Regions from separate parts of the Sus scrofa genome. Here all the other regions are linked to region 2. The links are chromatin contacts, called in public HiChIP or PLAC-seq maps. All regions are on one chromosome and are shown on one strand. Each heading gives the region's core, a stretch centred on a gene start, on an enhancer-like site or on the middle of the called end of the contact. The rest is flanking DNA. Distances are from core to core; before and after follow the strand shown.

Region 1 (2,700 bases), core at 155-2,654, 300 kb after region 2:
TGGGGTCCAATGGAGCTGTAGCCACCGGCCTAGGCCAGAGCCACAGCAACTCGGGATCCGAGCAGCATCTGCAATCTACACCACAGCTCATGGCAACGCCGGATCGTTAACCCACTGAGCAAGGGCAGGGACCGAACCTGCAACCTCATGGTTCCTAGTCGGATTTGTTAACCACTGCGCCACAACGGGAACTCCTTTTCTTGCTTTTTTAAGGCTGCACTCGGGGCTATGGAGGTTCCCAGGCTAGGGGGCAGATCGGAGCTGCAGCTGCCGGCCTATGCCACAGCCACAGCAACGCCAGATCTGAGCTGAGTCTTCGACCTATGCCCCAGCTCACGGCAATGCCGGATCCCCAACCCACAAGCGAGGCCAGGGATCGAAGCTGCGTCCTCATGGATACTAGTCGGATTCGCTTCCTATGGGCCATAATGGGAACTCCCCAATAAATTCCTTGATGCCACTCTCAAGCCACGTGGACCCGCGCCTCTGTGCCTATCCCAGCGCTGTTCTCGGTGATGTACTTGCATTTATCTGTTTCTACCCGGTTAACTTCCCATCTTCCTTCCTGCAGGACGTCTCCCTGATCTTCCCTTCCACTCAGGCTAGATAAGCCTTCTGAAAGTCCTGTATTGCATCGACTAGATCTCTGTCATATACAGATTTTTGTTTTATAACATTTTGTTGAAGGATTCTTCTTCCCCCATTAACCTGTGAGCTCCTTGAGGTAGGACTGGGTCATAATCCACTTTGGAGTTCTGGCTCCAGCACAGAGCCTGGCCTGCGATACTCAGGAGCATTGTCCTTTTATATCCAGAGAGAGAAAAACACTAAGGACCAAAGAAGCTGTGCAGATCGCGCCACTGGCCCAACCAGGACTCCAGCTTTTCTCCCATCCTTTTCCCCTCCTTTCTTTCATTAACCAACATCTCACCCATTCCGCATAGGATTTGTTTCTCCTCTAAACATTCCTTGAGGGCCGAGTGCGGTGTCCCACACATCCCCATTAAATTACAGAGCAACGCTGCTGTTGGATATTATTATCCGGTTTTTAACTTTTCCTTTTCACATAAGAAATTGAGACCTAGAGATTTTAAGGAACTCACCCAAGGCTGTCCCACTGGCTAGTGGCATGACATGGCAAAGCCGGCGTTTTCCGCTGCACTTATTAGTGAGGCTGCCTTGCTGCCCTTCTGTATAGAAGTCCCATCCTGCCTAAAAGGCTCGCTCTCGGGGACAGATCCTTCCACTTGCGGGTCCCCGACACGCAGGTCTTACCTGAAGCTCCCCGGGGGTCCCAGCCGAGACGGACGCTGCCCCCTGGCGACAGGTGGGCGCAAGCGCAGCGCACGCTCCGGAGCCGGCGGCGCGGCTCGCTGATTGGCTGGCGCGGATCCCGGCTGCTTCCCCGGGGGCGCGAGCCGCGCGAGTAAAGGGGCGCCGCAGGCAGCAGCCGCCCGCCCGCGCCCCCCGCGCCCCGCGCCCCGCTCCCCGCGCCGCCCGGGGACGCCCTCGCCGTCTCTCTGTCGCGGGGCCTCTCCCTTTTCTCTCTCGCTTGGGTCCTGGTTGTGAATTCACCCAGGGTCCAGGATGACAATCCGACACCAAGGCCAGCAGTACAGGCCGAGGATGGCATTTCTCCAGAAGGTGAGCGTGGTCTTGTCGCCTGAGCTGGGGAAGGTGCGCAGGGACCCAACTCGGAGAAGAGATGGTGGGACCAAGCCTGTGGACAGGAGTGGAGGAGGGCATCCCTTGCGGTCCACTAGTGCTGCTTGATGTTATTAAGTGACTTATTTGTTCTGTGTATGGATACGTGTCTGTCTTTTAAAGACTATGCTGATTAGGGCTGTTTGTAACCTGTTTATAGTGGAGCATATGAAGCCAGGGGCGATGGTCGGCTGGAGGCTGAGAACAACCTGTTACTCGGGAGAGGAGGCGCCAGAAAGCAGTTCAGCGAGGCTGGGTCAGATCTGAGACAGTCTCCTGAGATTGTTTTAAGGCACCCAGATGTTCAATGAACATTTTTGCTGTAGTTTTTCTGATTCAAAACTGCAGGATTTTAAAGCGTGTGTGTGTGTGTGTGTGTGTGTGTGTGTGTGTGTGGTGAGTATGTACACACAGACCATGAACGTGGTGTGATCTGTGGGATAAAGGGACACCCCACTTCCAGCGCTCCTGGGTTCCTCCTTCAGGTGTGTGTACTTGTGTATCGCAGGTGTCTCGGTGCTGGAAGCCGAGTCAGAACTCGTTTCCTTGTGTGGCAGAGGATTTCTCAGACCAAGTGGCCAGGCACAGGGTGTCTATCTCGGGGACTTGTGGAATGCATCTTGTGGGGTGATCTGCGGGGGATGAAGCAGCTTCTTTTCTTCTGGGCTTTTGAAATAACCAACATGGGAAGAGTTCGGCCGAGGATTAGGTCCTGGGTCACTCGCCCTCCCTCCCCCCATCCCATCCACAGCTACTTTTCACAGTGCGTTGTCTACCTTCTTAGGCGTATCTTGAGTAGAATTAGCGGAATGCTTTGTGACACTAAGAGCCCTGTCCTGAGCCTCTGGAGCTCAGCAGATGTGTAGTCAGTGAAAAACTGTCCTGGTTTGTCTAAGACTTTCAGTGCTAAATCCTGGCCAGTCCTGGGCACACTGGGACAGTTGGTCACATGTGGTCCACCTGCTTTAAGAAGCTTGTGCATATTGCAGGTGGTAG
Region 2 (2,700 bases), core at 24-2,523:
AAAAGCTGAAGTGAAATAGTGCTCTTTGCTCACCTACTGTAGGCCCAATTTCCAAAAAAAACCATATATATAGCTTTGTCACAAAATAGAAGATTTGAACTATGCCAGTTTGAAACGCTGTGGTAAAACAACAATAAAATATGATTTGGTCTCAAAATTTGCAAAGCATGAATTAAAAAATTCGTCAGTAATTATATAAATTCAAAATTAGCAGAGCTGCTGATTACCAACTGTGTTGCTAATTCTACGTGGCAATATGTATTTAGCTTGGGAAAAGAGACACTTTGTCAGGATTCATCTGGAATTATGTGAGTTTTTAATTATGCTGTCTTTGATACGTCATTCCTTTCATAAAATACACCACACTAAACACACACGTTCATTTTTTTTCAACTACAGATCAGATAGGCTTTGCCAAGTACTGTCTAACAGAGTCATTTGGTGCACAGATCTTGAAATCAGACACACTCACATTTTACCATTTAGTGTGTTACTTCAGAAAGAATTGTTCAGCAGTTGCGTGCTTCGTTGCAGCTTTTTAAAATTGGGCATAATTTTATTTTCCTCACAAACTTTTATAAGAATTCAAGGCGATAATATACATAGTTAACACAGTGCTTGACCTGCAGTAAGAGTTCTCAACCACAGGGCAATGGATAAGATAACTTACTATTTATCTGGCCTTAGCATCCTCAAGTTGGAAATAGTTTTCAAAGCAGCTTCAAGACTCTGCAAGAGGGCGGGGCTTTTGGCGTCTAACGCTCTCTACTAAACTCTGTAGTTCAATAGACCGAGTATTACACAGGACAGAGGCTTGGGTGGAGTGAGAAGGAGCGCGTCCTCTTTCTCCTTTGCCGCCGCCACGACGTAGAAGCCAGACCAGTGCCAGCAGGCCTGGCGGGAGCTGCACTCGTTCTTCCCTTCCCGCGCTCCGCCCCACCGCCCTGGCAATGAAAACACCACCACGTGTCCTGCAGCCTTTGCGTCACTCACCTTCGCCCAATGGCAAACCGATTCACGGAGTTGGGGGCGGGCTGCCAACAGAGGGATTCTGCCCACAGCCATCGGCAATTGGCCAAGGGTGCGCCGCGACAGGGGCCCTCGACCAATGGGGGTAGGCAGTGGGGACCCCGCCCTCTCGGCTGCTTAGTCCTGGGAGGGCCGGCATGAGGGGCGGGGCAGGACGAGAAGGGGCGGAGCTAATTGGGGCGGGGCGGGGCTAGGGGCGGAGGGGGGCCGGCGCCCCGGCCCGCGGAGCCGGCGCCAGCGGGCTGCTGAGGTGGCTGTCGCCCGCTCCGAGCTGCGGCTTCCCCGGGTCGAACCCCGATGGAGGCCGAGGCCGCGGGCCGCCCCCCAGGCAGGGTCGAGGCGGCGCTCAGCTGCTTCTCTTTCAACCAGGACTGCACGTAAGCCGAGGCACCAGCCCTGACGGGAGGTGGGAGAGAAAAAGTGGCGATCAGGGGTGTTGTCCAGTCGGCAGCTTGTAGCAAGAGGCACAGGCCTACGTCCCAATCGGCCCTCGGAGGGAAGGCTGGTGCTTCCCCGGACTGGTGCGGGTCTTGGTAGCCACCCCTTCCTCTTTTCCCCTCTTCCAGCAGGGGGGCTGAGCGCCCCCATCCCCCGCTGCAGGCGGAGAGCCAGGAGCGGCCGGCCGAGAAGGAAGGAGGGAGTTAGCCAGGGGAATGGGGCTAAAGGAGGCTAAGGAATGTGGGGGGCGAGGGAGGAGGGTAATGACCTAAGTGGGGGTCTGGAGAAGGAGGAGCAGTGGCCAAAACAAAGGAGATGGGAAAGGAGCGGGGGTTGCAAATTGACCGAAGGCGAAGTGTTGAGGCCCGGGAAGATGGGAGCACAGGAAAAAGTTTCCCATTTGTCCTTGAGCATCTCAACGTGGCATCTGGGCAGGGCCAATGACAAAGAGGCAGCCTATCCCTGCGGCCAGGCCAGCCCCTGCCCCAGCCCCAGCGCAGAGCACCTCGCCTGCCGGCTCTGGACGTCAGAAACTTTGCCATTGGTCTATACTGGGTTTTCACTTAACCCACTCAGCGAGACACAGTCTCCTTCTCCCAGTCTAGGAACCCTTTCCCGGCCCCGGGCTGGGGCTGCCTTCTCCGAGAAACATGAACTCCACCCTGTTGCTTTTTGAGTGGCTTTTTAATGTTTCACCTTGATGTTCACTTTTGGACTTTGGCCAGAGAGCCTGGAGTTGTTTCAAACATCTGGAGGATTCAGCCCCCCCCCACCCCCCCAGAAGCAAACGCCTTACCTCTTTTCATGTTAGACTCCAGCTCTGTGGACCATATGGAATAATCTCTTTGGAATGTGCACCCAGAGCATCAGGCAGCAATTCCCAGTTTCCCATTTCCTGCTGTACCAGTTTCTGTTGTGTTCCTTGTTTGGAGTCAGCTTCAGGTTTGTGTGTTGGCTGCCTGTGGCCGGGCTATGCTAATATTGAACATTCGGTGGTGTAATTAAGGCCATCCTGTACCATAAGCAACTCTGGCTCCCATTGCCTTTGTGTTTCTGTTTAAAAAACACCCTATGCTAAACAATATGCCTTTGTTTGGGGAAAAAAAAAACAAAACAGCAACAACTGTATGTGCCATCGGGTAGCTGGGCAACCTGGATAGATGAGTGACTTTCAAGCTTTCTTTGACCACAGCCCATGATACGAAATCCATATTACAACATTACCCCATATCC
Region 3 (2,700 bases), core at 171-2,670, 270 kb after region 2:
CCCACAAGGGGTGGGAGGGGTGGGCCCTGGCAATGCCCGTCACTGAGTGAGGAGCAAGGGAGAAAAAGCTGGGAGGACTGGAAGCCGGCTCACAGGAGCTGGAGTCCAGGGTTTGAAGGCAGCATATTTCTGAGGTGAGGACAAGGTCCCGGGTGTGACTTTGGGAGGTGGAGGCGGGGGGGTCCTTGGGATTCTGTGATATTGGGAAGTGTGATGGATCACCCAGGGGGACTCTGAACTCACTCAAGATGAGGACAAGAGATGGAACCCATGGGAGAAACCTGGAGGCCGATGCCTGGGTGGGAGGAAGGACGCAAAGCTGGCTGGTGTGAGCCCCAGGGGAGCTGGGCTTTCAGCATCTGAGCGGGGGAAGCTAGGAGAAGCCTCTGGTCTGGGCTGGTGGAGGCGACAGCTCGGGAGGTGGCTCCTACATTTCAGGAAGGAGTTCTGGGGGGTTGGGGGAGTTCTGGCTGGGTCCCTGGGGATGCTTGCCGTCCAGAGGGGACACGGCACCCCTGGGAGGTGTGTGTCACAAGCAGGCATGAACCAGCACCAGAGGAGAGGAAGGAAGCGTGGCTCTGACTGGGGCCCAGGGAGATGTCCCCAAAAGGGGGTTTTGGGACTGCAGCAAAGGTCAATGACGTGGAGCGGGGAGGCAGCCAGAGGGGGAGGCAGGAGCCAAAGGCAGAGTCAACATGTGTCCAGGAAAAAGACAGTTGCCTGAGCTGACTGAGGAAGAGAGTACACAGGAGCAGCAGTGGCTGGAAAATTAGCTCAGATCTGGGCTTGCCTTGGTGTGCCAGGAGGAGGGGCGCTGTCTTCTGCAGGGAGGCAACTGGGAGCCACAGAAGAGCTTTGCTGAAGATAATTTTATTTTTTTTCTTTTTAGGGCTGCACCCAGGGCATGTGGAAGTTCCCGGGCCAGGGGTCAAACTGGAGTTACAGCTGCCAGCCTACACCACAGCCACAGCCACGCTGCATCTGTGACCTGCATCATAGTTCACGGCAATGCCGGATCCTTAGCCCACTGAAAGAGGCCAGGGATCAAACCCACATCCTCATGAATACTAGTAGGGTTCTTAACCTGCTGAGCCACAACGGGAACTCCAAAAAAAAAAAAAAAAAGATGTTGGTGTCTGCAGGGCAGCCTTGGCTTTGAACCCAGGAAAGCCGCCTACGCAAGAAAAGAGAGGAGGCGAAAGGGCAGGACGCGGTGGCTTCCAAGGCCAAGGCGACTGCTGATGTTCCAGGGGCAAGGGGGGAGGGGGAGAGGGGGAGAGGCGGACAGGCGGGGGAGGAAGAGCAAGAAGCAGTACTGAGACTCACGTGGAAGCAAAGAGAAGTAAGTCAGGGAGATGGAATTTCAAGCCTCCTGTCTAAATAAAGAAAGTGAAACTCGTGGACGTTAAACGCCGTCCTTGCAGGTGCTTCTGTTTTCATTTCCCTTGAGGTCCTGCACCCGTCATCTTCCTGAGCCCTTCCAGGCATCCCGGGTCCCGGGAAAATCAGAGGCAGAAGGCAGCAGGGCGGGACCTTTGGAAAGTCCCTTCACTCAGGAAAGTCACAGTTGGACGGACACACTTGCTTCTGCTTCCCCATCTGTTCCTCGGGTGCAAAGGTGTCTGCTGGGAGCAGAAGGCGGGGTGGAAGGGGGGTGTCCAGAAAGGTTGAGCCTGAGCATGTGGCATGCAGGAACACCGGGGCCGACAAAGCCCCCAGGCGGGGAGATCTTGGTGGCCAGGGTCCCTGCGTCATCAGCCAGTATCTAGCTGGCCCTAGGGAGCCCAGGACAGAGTTTGGAGTGTGGACTCTGGACCAGCCTGCCTGGAGTGAAACCTCAGGGCTGCCACTTACCATTCGAGGCCACATGACCTGGGCGGGGTATTGAAAGTCTCTTTGACTTTGTTTCCCCATCTGTCAGTCAGGGATCAGAACTGTAGCTTCCCCATAGGGATGCTTGAGGATTAAACAAGTTAGAACGTGTAAGGACTCAGCATCAATCCGTAAGGGTTGGGGGTTCTCCTTGACCTCACCTGAGGAGCCCCATGGAGACTTGACAAAGAAAACAGGCCCTGGGGCAGGGTGGAGGGGTTCCACCACGGGGAAGGCAGGCACGTTGAGCTCCCATCCAGAGCAGGACCCTTGGCCTTCTTCACTCCTGGGCGAGGAAGGTGGGACAGTGTGTCTGCAGGGGTGGAGGGTACTTGCCCTGAGCTCCTGCCCCTGGGAATCCAGCTTGGGGTGTCTCAGCTCAGAGGTGCCGAGCCATAAAATCACTCCTCAACCTGGACCACCCAGGGCACCCCTGAGATCCTACTCAGAGTGGGGTTTCTGATGGGGCAGCCAATAGAGCCCTCTTCCTCTGCCTGAATGAGATAGATTGAACATGGAAATAGCACTTGTCTTCCTTTTTTTTTTTTTTTTTAGGGCCCCACCCATGGCATACGGAAGTTCCCAAGCCAGGGGTCAAGGTGGAACTGCAACTGCCGGCCTATGCCACAGCCACAGCAACGTCAGATCCAAGCCCTGCCTGCAGCCTACACTGCAACTCACGGCAATGCCTGATCCTTAACCCACTGAGCAGGGCCAGGGATCGAACCTGCGTCCTGATGGATAGAGTCTGGTTCCTTACCCCTGAGCCACAACAGGTACTCTACACTTGTCTTTCTGATAAAGGCTAAGTTGGAGACCTGAACTTAG

The links. HiChIP or PLAC-seq counts read pairs in DNA pulled down with a chosen protein or histone mark.
Region 1: an H3K27ac HiChIP or PLAC-seq map of skeletal muscle shows a contact between it and region 2. The contact joins the promoter of RGS9 here to the promoter of WIPI1 in region 2. A contact is called at or near these places in 2 of 5 promoter capture datasets (fetal liver and liver), 11 of 47 Hi-C or Micro-C datasets (alveolar macrophages, embryonic fibroblasts, fetal heart ventricle and 6 more) and 2 of 2 datasets of contacts at active chromatin or transcription factors (alveolar macrophages and skeletal muscle).
Region 3: an H3K27ac HiChIP or PLAC-seq map of alveolar macrophages shows a contact between it and region 2. The contact joins the enhancer-like site here to the promoter of WIPI1 in region 2. A contact is called at or near these places in 1 of 5 promoter capture datasets (liver), 9 of 47 Hi-C or Micro-C datasets (blood, embryonic fibroblasts, omental adipose tissue and 4 more) and 2 of 2 datasets of contacts at active chromatin or transcription factors (alveolar macrophages and skeletal muscle).

Annotation. Positions count from the first base shown.
Region 1 is chr12:12,013,917-12,016,616 of Sscrofa11.1, forward strand. RGS9 (regulator of G-protein signaling 9) reads left to right here and starts at 1,405. Exons shown (of 19, transcript XM_021066722.1): 1 at 1,405-1,644. The coding sequence starts at 1,588.
Region 2 is chr12:11,714,059-11,716,758 of Sscrofa11.1, forward strand. It overlaps WIPI1 (WD repeat domain, phosphoinositide interacting 1), which reads left to right and starts at 1,274. Exons shown (of 13, transcript NM_001190294.1): 1 at 1,274-1,406. The coding sequence starts at 1,327. It overlaps LOC106507955 (a long non-coding RNA gene), which reads right to left and starts at 1,177. Exons shown (of 3, transcript XR_001304383.2): 1 at 671-1,177.
Region 3 is chr12:11,984,976-11,987,675 of Sscrofa11.1, forward strand. No RefSeq gene overlaps it. Among named protein-coding and RNA genes, the nearest start is that of GNA13, 19 kb to the left of the region's middle. Within about 2 kb of position 1,421, at least 27 of the 83 cell types and tissues checked have an H3K27ac peak or open chromatin away from gene starts, as enhancers often do. A contact at or near this core is called in alveolar macrophages, liver, omental adipose tissue and 3 more, where this site is marked.